2 separate regions of the Drosophila melanogaster genome follow, and region 1 is linked to region 2. Evidence: chromatin contacts called from public Hi-C data. All regions are on one chromosome and are shown on one strand. Each heading gives the region's core, a stretch centred on a gene start, on an enhancer-like site or on the middle of the called end of the contact. The rest is flanking DNA. Distances are from core to core; before and after follow the strand shown. Region 1 holds the start of Usp7 (Ubiquitin-specific protease 7). Region 2 holds the start of CG15771.

What was found. Hi-C and Micro-C count contacts between places; a contact is called where the count stands out from the background.
Region 1: a Hi-C map of the Kc167 cell line shows a contact between it and region 2, with 8 times the contacts expected there. The contact joins the promoter of Usp7 here to the promoter of CG15771 in region 2. A contact is called at or near these places in 7 of 107 Hi-C or Micro-C datasets (the Kc167 cell line, embryo, eye imaginal disc and 1 more).

What each region holds. Positions count from the first base shown.
Region 1 is chrX:12,025,934-12,030,882 of dm6, forward strand. It overlaps Usp7 (Ubiquitin-specific protease 7), which reads right to left and starts at 3,099. Exons shown (of 4, transcript NM_132551.3): 1 at 2,491-3,099; 2 at 693-2,106; 3 at 1-578. The coding sequence starts at 1,934. It overlaps Cyp311a1 (Cytochrome P450 311a1), which reads right to left. Exons shown (of 4, transcript NM_132552.3): 2 at 4,906-4,949; 3 at 4,479-4,828; 4 at 3,821-4,425. The coding sequence ends at 3,853.
Region 2 is chrX:5,752,846-5,757,603 of dm6, forward strand. CG15771 reads left to right here and starts at 2,729. Exons shown (of 3, transcript NM_001297980.1): 1 at 2,729-3,359. The coding sequence starts at 3,210. lin-52 (lin-52,) reads right to left here and starts at 2,113. Exons shown (of 4, transcript NM_001297979.1): 1 at 2,000-2,113; 2 at 1,771-1,944; 3 at 1,592-1,696; 4 at 545-1,511. The coding sequence starts at 2,039. The coding sequence ends at 1,357. It overlaps CG15772, which reads left to right. Exons shown (of 2, transcript NM_001297978.1): 2 at 19-1,196. The coding sequence starts at 24. The coding sequence ends at 803. It also overlaps asRNA:CR45528.

The DNA of each region.
Region 1 (4,949 bases), core at 1,849-4,348, 6.3 Mb after region 2:
TTGTGCTGTTCCTCGAAGTTCTCCTCGAGGATTACGTGCACGGACACATATGTGTTGGCCTCGCCGCGCTCTTTGCGTCGCGCCATTTCGATTCGTTTCTCCAGATCGAGCCGCTCCACCAGATCGCTTGATATCTCGCTTTCCGTTATGTCGCCAAGGACGCGATCCAACTCCGACTGTCGGATGTAGACCAGCATATAGGCATTGCTGCACTTGGCATGAAACGAGATCTCATCGTCCATGCCGCCGTAGTTCTGTTCGATCGCCTCCTGTTTGCGGCAACTGGAGACCACATCGTCGTCGAACTTAAACCAACGTCCGTCAGCCTTTGGATTAATGAAGACCACATAGTGCCCGCCATGGTTATCGCCCGAATGCACCAGCACGGCGTGTAGAACGTAGTCCGCCAAGGTATTCTCACTCTCGGCCAGATAGCGATCCAGATTGATGTGTTCGTAGAACTCGAAACGATCGTTGTACTTGATCGAGCTATCCGTGACGGGATCGTACTGGAAGCGCATCAGGTGCAGATGCAAAACGGGTGGGAATGAAGTGAAGATGACGCCCTTGCTGGCTTCCTAAATTCACAAGATAATATATATCAATTACTATCATGAATAAACGGGCAAATAGTTACCGATTTTGGTGGCTATTGATTTTTTATTTAATTCTATTCGAATTCCGAGACTCACCTGCAAGCCATGCACACCAGCATCGTATTTGTTGTCACCCTCCAGCGTTTCGGGGGCTACGTAATCCTGAAAGGATTCGTAGATGTTCTTCTTATCCTTGATGTTCAGCTGAATGTCGTAGAACGTCTCGTAGCGTGTGCTATTGTAATCGACGTTCTTGCACTTAATGTACGACGACATTTTGCCCTCAAACAGACCCGGTATGGTGCCCTCCAGGATGGTGCCCTTCATCTTCGACTCGAGCTTGTCGAGCAGCACGCGCAGAAACTCCTGGACATCGTGCTGCATAAACGAATCGAGCGTCTCCCAGCCAAAGGATTTGGTTAACTTTTTGGTGCCAACGGGACGGTCACCAAACTGCAATTCATGGAACACACGCTGCAGCGATAATCCAACGGATTTGGAACTATCGTCAGCCTCCGTGGGTATGCGATACACAGACAGTCTTAGCGAATTGGTGAAGTACAATGTCTGCAGCAGCGAGTTCATATAGCAAGTGGCGCCCTGATTTTTAAGGCCAACATAGCCTGTGTGCTTCTTGGAGTCCCACAGAACGCCATGCGGTGCATCCGCAACGACGTGAACCTCCAGGGTAATGCTATTATTGTGCACATAGCTCTTTTCGGAATCCTTCAGCTCCTGCCAGGTGATAAAATTCGAGTAGCCATAGTCATTCTCCTTGGAGTAGAACAAATGCTTAATCCGGGCACGTGTGAATGGCTGTGCATCCGGCTTGTGGCACTTCAAACGCAGCTCGGCAATGGCATTGCACGACCAGGTGGGCGAATCATTCTCCCCGTTGCACTGCAGAAAGAAGCCGAGCGCTCGATCATTGGGTATGACCATGATCCGCCATGGCAGCATGCGGACATAAACTGGCGGCGATAGTCTCTGCGATTTCAATTGTACCACATTCTCGACGGTAAAGGAGAATGTCGTCTCCGAACGGAACTGATCCTCCTTGGACTCATCGTCAATGCCCATGGCCTCGCCATCGCCGAATGAAGTGGAGCTGCTATCGGCCAATAGTTGTTGTGGCGGCATATTGCCGTTCTCGCTGGGCAACTGGGTCACTGCACCAACGGCATGCAATTGTGGCTGGATAAGATTCTTGAATTTCGGCAATTGAGGCGGTGAATTTCGCTGCTGCTGTGTCTGTTGTAGGTCACTGGTGAGGATCTCGACCTCTTGGGTGTCCTGGGTGTCCATCGCTTCAATAGACTGATCTGTTTCAATTTCCATTTTAGTCGGCACTTGAATAGTGCTAAAATTGGCGGCACCTCCGCGGAGGATCGGATTTCTCTGTAGGATTGTCGCTACTCACTGGATGCTGCTTTTAACTGGACGACTGCTGCCGCTATGCGGCTTCTTCTTTGCTTTTCTAGCTTCGAATTCGCCCACTGTATAGAAAGTCCTGTCGTAAGCAAATGTTCAATTACAATGATGTACGCACAAGATGGTAAAACATACGCACGCTATCGGCGCACATGTACATACATACATATATATAAATATATATATATATATATGTATATGTATTGTAAAATGACTGGATGCATGTACCAAATTGCATATGGATATATACAAGTCTATATATTTTGTTTTATGCAATTTGTTGCGGCTGAGTAGGAAGAAGAAGAAGCAGCAGCGGCGGAATCATCTTTAAATGCGTCGCCGCTTCAGCGTCTTCTTCTTCGTTTGCTCCGCACACGCAGGGGCATGCACTTATTTTGCGTACATACATATGTACATCCGCCTATGTACATTTGGGATCTAAATATGTATGTATGAAGCTTACCTTGCTTGTTCGACCGCTCGCTCTCCGATTTTGCCGTATTGGAATACAACAAACAAAAAAAAAAAACAACAAAAAAATAAGAAGAGTGGGTGGCGCTTTGCGGAGGATATTTCCGTGGGCGGGCAAGGTTGTTCTCACGCACAAACGCTGATTTTACGGCAATTGACAATCAAATCGGCGATGTAACAAAGATGTAACGTTGCGTACTGAAAATTTGGCAAATAGTGAAGATTCTTTGCGTATTTTTCGCCGTATGCGTGTGCTAGCCTGCTTTCTTTCCAGCAATACAATAACTACAAATACACTCGAACTTATGGCATTTGCATGGGTGTGTGCGTTTTTCGTTTGTCTTCGATGTACTCTTCCGTCGCTTCGCTTCGGTTAATTTTTTATTTCTTTTTTTTGTAGGCTCAAGCAACGGAGCAACGTTATGCCGAAAAAAACCAAAAAACTAATGATGTCACATGTGTTAAATTTTGAGAATTTAAAAACGAACAGTTTTGAAGTATTTCACACGGCACTGCATCGCAGCGTTAACGTATCAATTAATATTTTCGCACACACACATACACATGCAGCGCGCAGCTCGTGCAGCTGTCAAAAACGAAACGATAACGGCAGCATATGTTATCGGCGCCAGCAACGCTGCGTGCCGCTCACGCGACTATCGATAGCTACCAGGGCGGCAGGAATTGGGCAGATGTAGCTAGATTGTAGCTATTTCCCCGACGTTGGCGAAGATCGATGTTTTTTTTATGTTTTTGGCGAAAAACATCGATATTTTAAATATAAACAAAAAAAATTGAGATTTATTTAAATTTATAGATTCTTATATTTATATATTTTCGGGAGTTAAAAACTTACTTTTCAGATATTTATCCATGTCTTCCACGACGCTAGTCACATTAAATTTGATATGCTTTTTTTAATTGAATTAGAAAATATGGAAAATTAATTTATAATTACAATTTATAAACTTTTCTCCTACTTTGCGCTTGGAAAAACATCGATGATTCCTTGAAAAAAGTCGATGTTTGTGATTTTTCCAAAACATCGATAAGTAATTAATATTTAACGAAATTATTAGGAAAACTTATTCGTACCGCAAAGTAAGGACGTCAAAATGAAATATTTATAATTTTGGTATGGCTTAATATTAAAATGGTTTCGCTCTTTTCTAAGTTAGTTATATTTAGAAACCATGTACATATTTCCGACAGCATAATATAAGTTATATACCGTAAAAATGAATTTTGATAACTATTTAGATGTAGAATATATAACATATATCTAAATATCTAAATATATCTAAATAAATATATATTTTTTTGAAACCAGAAATGATAATTTAAAACACCTATTTTATTGTTTTAAAAATGACACATTTATGCCCTGCTGGGCTTTCAGAACCATTTGGGCCTCCAGCCTGAGCGGAGCCTGCTCCGGACTCAGTTCCATTTGGAATTCCCTAACAAGACGAGCGGTGAGCAGCTTCATCAGGAGCAGGGAGTACCGCCTGCCGATGCAGACATGTGGTCCTCCAGAGAAGGGTATATAACTGAAGGCGGGTGGGGCGACAGCGCCATCCTCCGGCAACCAACGTTCCGGCTTGAAGGCATACGGATCCGGATAGTATTCCTTATCGTGCGCCAATCCGTACATATTTATCCATAGCGTTACGCCGGCGCAGTAGGTCCGTCCTCCAATCTCGGTCGATTGCGTAGTCTGGCGTCCAGTGGTGGGCACAATGGTATACAGTCGCAGCACCTCCTTGATCAACGCCTCCAAATAGGGCAGCCCATTGAGGGCGTCCAGATCCGTGGTTTCATCCAACGCCACATCCTGCAGCTCCTTTCGCAGACGCGTTTGCGTTTCGGGAAATTTCGCTAGAGCATATAGCACAAACGACATGGCGGCCGTGGTGGTATCCACTCCCTGAATTGCATCGAATATAAAAAAGAATAGTTCGTTGTTACAGGAAAACCCACCGCAAACACAAAGGTGTTGATCTCATCGCGAATTTCCCGTCGACTCAGCGATTGACCCTCGAATTTGGCCAAGAGGAGCGTGTCCAGGAGATTGTGGGCTCTGCCCGCTGGTTCCCCCATATCCAGCAACTCCTTGGCCCGCTTCTCGATCACCGACTCCATTTGGCTGTGAATCACCTGGAGCTGCTCGTCAAGATCACGCCAGAGTTGGGTGCGTTGAAAGATCCAGTCGGACGAGAGAAGCGGATTGATCATGCGCTTGAAGAGAAGCTTGCTGCTCAAATGGAATGCCTGGATGATGGGCGAATGATCCACGGACTGGGTGTCCAATTGGGCGCCCATTGAGGTGTCTGGAATGGGTGGGAAAACAGTGTAGTTGCTTACCACTTGGTTAACTACTACTACGTTAACTCCAAATTAATCTCACCCACAATCGCGTCCAGGAGGCAGGCGAACAGCGGTTCGGTGACC
Region 2 (4,758 bases), core at 1,479-3,978:
ATTTTGTCGTCATTGCAGCGCACATGGTGGAGGAGATTGGCTGCCAGAGACAGACGGGCATTGTGGTCGCCATGCCCAGCCAGGTGGCATCCAACACCGGAACTCCAGCCCCATCCGCCGGCGGCATTCACCAGCAGCATCAGCAGCAGCAACACCAGCAGCACCAGCAGCAGCAACACCAGCAGCAGCAGCACCAGCAACACCAGCAGCAACAGCAGCAGCAACACCAACATCAGCAGCAGCAACAGCAACACCTTCAGCAGCAGCAACACCACCAGCTGCAGCAGCAACAGCAGCAGCAGCAGCATCAACAACTCGCCAGCAACATGAGCCTGCTGACCGTCAAAGGCGGCCGTTACCTTTGGACCGACCGGGAGCTGTTGATGCACCTCCAGAACTACACTCCCCTGATCCTTCTCATCGATTTCGTGGAGAAGACCCGAACCAAGCGCTTCTATGAGAGCTCCGAGCGCTATGAGATACTCATGCTGGTCTTCATCATGCGCAAGGGAGCGCCGTTTTGTGAGAACAAGCGCTTTCCAGCGGAGTACTGGGTTAATCTATCGGTGGGACCAATTGCCGAGGCGTTTGACCGTCTGCAGGCGGCCATCGATATACCGGATCCCCAGCTGCCGATCCACATGAGCGTTACAGATTTGACCAGCTGGAAGCAAATGTTCGACCTGGCCATGCTGGATATACGGCGTTTTGCGTACTACACCGATCCCTTGCAGCTGGCCGATGCGGGCGTCTTTAACCGGATCACCTTTGAGCAGCGATTCGGAATGCAGTGGCAGGAGTAATGGGAATTGATGCACGTTACTGGATATATATTCACGGGAAACAGCATGTAAGCACACCATCAGCACCAACACACTTTCCCAAATTGGGATGGATCGTGGGGAAGGCTACTGCATAAATCCGAACGAAAGCATTTAGTTAAGTATTAATAGGACGCACTAGAGCGCAACCGATCCATCCAATCCCACATAGACAGAGTTATTTGTTGCGTTAATGTCCCTGCATAGCGAAATCTACTGTGCCTTCTCCAAAAACTCCAGATCCTTCTGCATTCCTTTCCCTCCAATCCGTCAACTTCATCTCTCCTCCGACTCCTCAAATGTATCTGTAATACAAGCGACGTGTAGGACCCAAAATGCTTTAATGGAAATAAACGTTAGTTACTGTTCAAACGCCTGCCTATTTATCTTTGTAAAATAGCGATAAATCATTCACAACACGCATTACTCACTATAAAAATAGCACTATGTACACTATGAAACTACACCTATGTTCCTAATGCGAATTCAACGAGATCCTCGACAGTCCCATTCTTAGGGATCGGATCATCCAGCCTCATGGCTGCCGCTTAGGAGCGCGATCCCGGTCAAAGATGCCCAGCAGTTTCCCACGAGTCATCTCCATTGCCTCACGCAGTCCCAGCTGGTAAATTTCATCATGCATTGACTTTATTTTATCGATCAGATCCTCGGGAGGGAGCTGGGCTAGTTCTGGAATAGAAAAGTAGGTAATGGATATGCTATTCTTTAATATACTATTCTTAAATCTCATTGACTTTGCAGCTACTTACCATTAATCTTAACCATATCATCATCGGTCAGATTGCTGGTGTAGTTGGTGCTGCGCGTGTACATCGGCGTGTCGCTCATGGAGAGGAACTCGTCCATTCCGGGAACTGGAGCAATCGAAAATAAAGATATGCGTTAAAAATGGCGCCAATTTCTTCGTGCTCACGTTTTCTACACTTACAACGCTCTGGCCATTGGACAGGTGAGGGTCGCAGAGTTTCCATGGAGATGAGCTCGTCTTCCGGCGTTATGGGCCGCTCCTTGACCTCCGGGACATCCTTTTCGGCCAATAACGTACTACTGCTGGACGCTGAAGCCTTCTCCACTTCCTCGTCCGCCGCTTTTAGAATGGTTTCTGCAAGAAAACCTCGTTTTATGGCGCCTTTCATGTGATTTAAATATTTACTCACCTGTAGAAAGCAAATCCGTAGTTGTCTCTGCGTTGCTCATCGCGGATAATGTTGAAAAACTCCAAAAACTATTGAAAATAAACACGGAAAGATGCCAAAAAATCCGTGGGCTAATCACTTGCCACCTCGTTAAACAAAAACTATAGCGTTGCCACTTTCAACAATCACTATCGAATACTATCGATTTACCGCCAAGCCAGTGCTAGAAAGCACCAGGAAGTATAAAACAACTGATATTTTTGGTAAACAAAGAACTGTTGTTATTGCTTTTCCTGGTTTTATTAATAGAAGTTAAAAATAAATGGCACAACAATTAGGAAATGAGCGTGCCTCGACTTATACTAAATTCAGAGTGGAGAGCAGGCGTCGTAGCAGAGAAACGCGAACCTCTCCGCGACCTCTATCGTGCTCTCTTTTCCACTCACGGTCGTTTAACGGCGCATAGAGACAACTCTGCGCTAGGTCGCCTGCTCTCGTTCGCTCTGGCGCGCAAACGGCACTTGGCACACTTCGCACAGTGGCGCCAAAAAATATGTGCCCGTAAAAAGCACATGTGCTGCGCAGTAGTTGTCCAGAACAACACAACACGGATGTCTAACCAGTTATTGAAATAAACTTATTCAAGAACATCTTAATAATAATATAAAATCTTAAGGAATAACAATATCTTATCAAGTTTTTATCAATTGGCGCCGCCGCCTGGTAGCACTGTTCGCATACGCAGACTTTTGGCCACCACTGTTTTCCCATGCGCCCTCGCACTTTCTTTCGGTTTTTCATTCGCTGCTCCGCTCTCACTCAGTCAACAAGCACTCATACACACGCGCTCACCTGTTCCGCCGCCCCGCTACCCCGTCTCTCGACATTACTGCGACCGCTCCCGTTCCGTTTCATTATTTTTTTTGTCGCTGTCATTCAGTTGCCGTTTTAACTTCGCCGCGCGAGAAGCGGAAACTTTTGCCAGTCCGCTCGAGGAAAATAGAAAAATACTGCAGTGCTGCTGCAGTCGTGCAGCTCGTACATTTCGTTTCGTTTCGTTTGGCGCCAATTTCAAAGCGCAAATCCGCTGGCGGATTGAATTGCACCAAAGTTGTTCTTGGATCTCTACGTTTGCATCCATCCATCTAACCAAGCAACCGGCTACCACCCCTCCACTCCTGACAGTGACCCCTCGCTGACCCTCCATCCCCCCCTCCGCTCGACGACTCTCATGGCAGCTAGCAAATTCCATTGCGGCAAGCAATTGACAGCCACACATTCACATTTCGATGCGACATGTGCGAAAATCAGGGCCTTTTACTTTGACCTGGACAACACGTTGATTCCCACCAGAGCCGGCGATTCCAAGGCGATCAGAAAGGTGAGCTTTGTTAACCAAGCCAAGGCAGACAGCCTCACTGCCCCCTCTGCCAATCACCAATCCGTTGGCGTTTCTTCCGTTTCTTTTCCATGTAGTGTTTGTGGGGGGGCGGGGCGGGGGAGGTGAAAGTGCGCAGCAGGCGGGCGACCCAGCTAGAAAATTTTCCACTGCAGCCCGCCCGTTGTTACGTAGTCGAAAAAACCCGGACGCTCGGCAGATAGCACGCGCCCGAAATTTCGATTGTTTATTTGCGTTCCGATTGATTTCCTTTCCCTTCCCTTCACATCCCCCAGCCACAAAAAAAAAAAAAACAAAAAAGAAAAACTCAGAGTGCACTCGACAAGGTCTTAACTTAAATATAACCACGGGTACATGCACTTTAGAAGGCTAAAACCCACTAAATAATCGGCATTACGTTGGAAATTCGGAATCTTCGGTTTTCGAAATGTTAAAAGGCACTTTACAGGATCTTATCGTGGTGCGCATTATCGATTGCAAACGATTGCAAAAAGGTCGGAAATCGAGGAACTTGCACTTAACAAAAGTTGAACGAAACGTCATACCAACAAACTTTGGAAACCCGCGTCAATGGTTTCTTTTGAAATATAACCTTCTTATAAAGTGAATGGCACACAAAGAAGCTAAAGGTTAATTGATGATAATAGGTAGCACTTCGCAATATGTACTTGTTTGAACGTTCAGAGGCCATTGACTTTATTTATTACAATAAATGAGTCTATTTGCGATCTTAAAAGGTTAAAGTTTTTAGAATTTTCCCTTCAAGAGAGAAAGGTATAAATAGGTATTCTTGAAAATGTGTTCAATGTCACGTACATTTACTCACTCTTGCATTCCAGATTATATCGTTATCTTTTAAGCTGCGCCAATTTAGATAGTTAACTTCATTATCACGTTCATGTTTCAATACGCTCAATGTTTGAAGACCCCAAATAAGACGGTTTCTTTATTCAGTTGCTTTCAATTCTTAGCGAGCGAAGCCACGCCCATTTATATTTCGGAACTCATGACAGTTTTTGTGACTAATCGCAATGATTTCAACTTAAATTCCTAGCATTCAAAATGACTTTTGTGAGCTTAGCTTCCTGATTTGAGTACGATTCAATAGATGCGGATGGTTGGGCCGGAAAATAGATAGCGAGTGGAAATTTCCAAGCTATCATTGCGATCATAAAATATAGTATATTCTCATATATTACTCATGCTGCAAGTGTACCGGCGGCAATTGCAGTTTGATGTTCAATCCCCTGATAGTACGGCGATGCTATAACAATTTTGGAATTAATCAATTGGCTTCGGATTCGATCGAATGATTGGATTGGTCAATCTGACGCTTAATTGAGAACTTTATGGACGTAATAGTTTTGATTTACGTTCTACC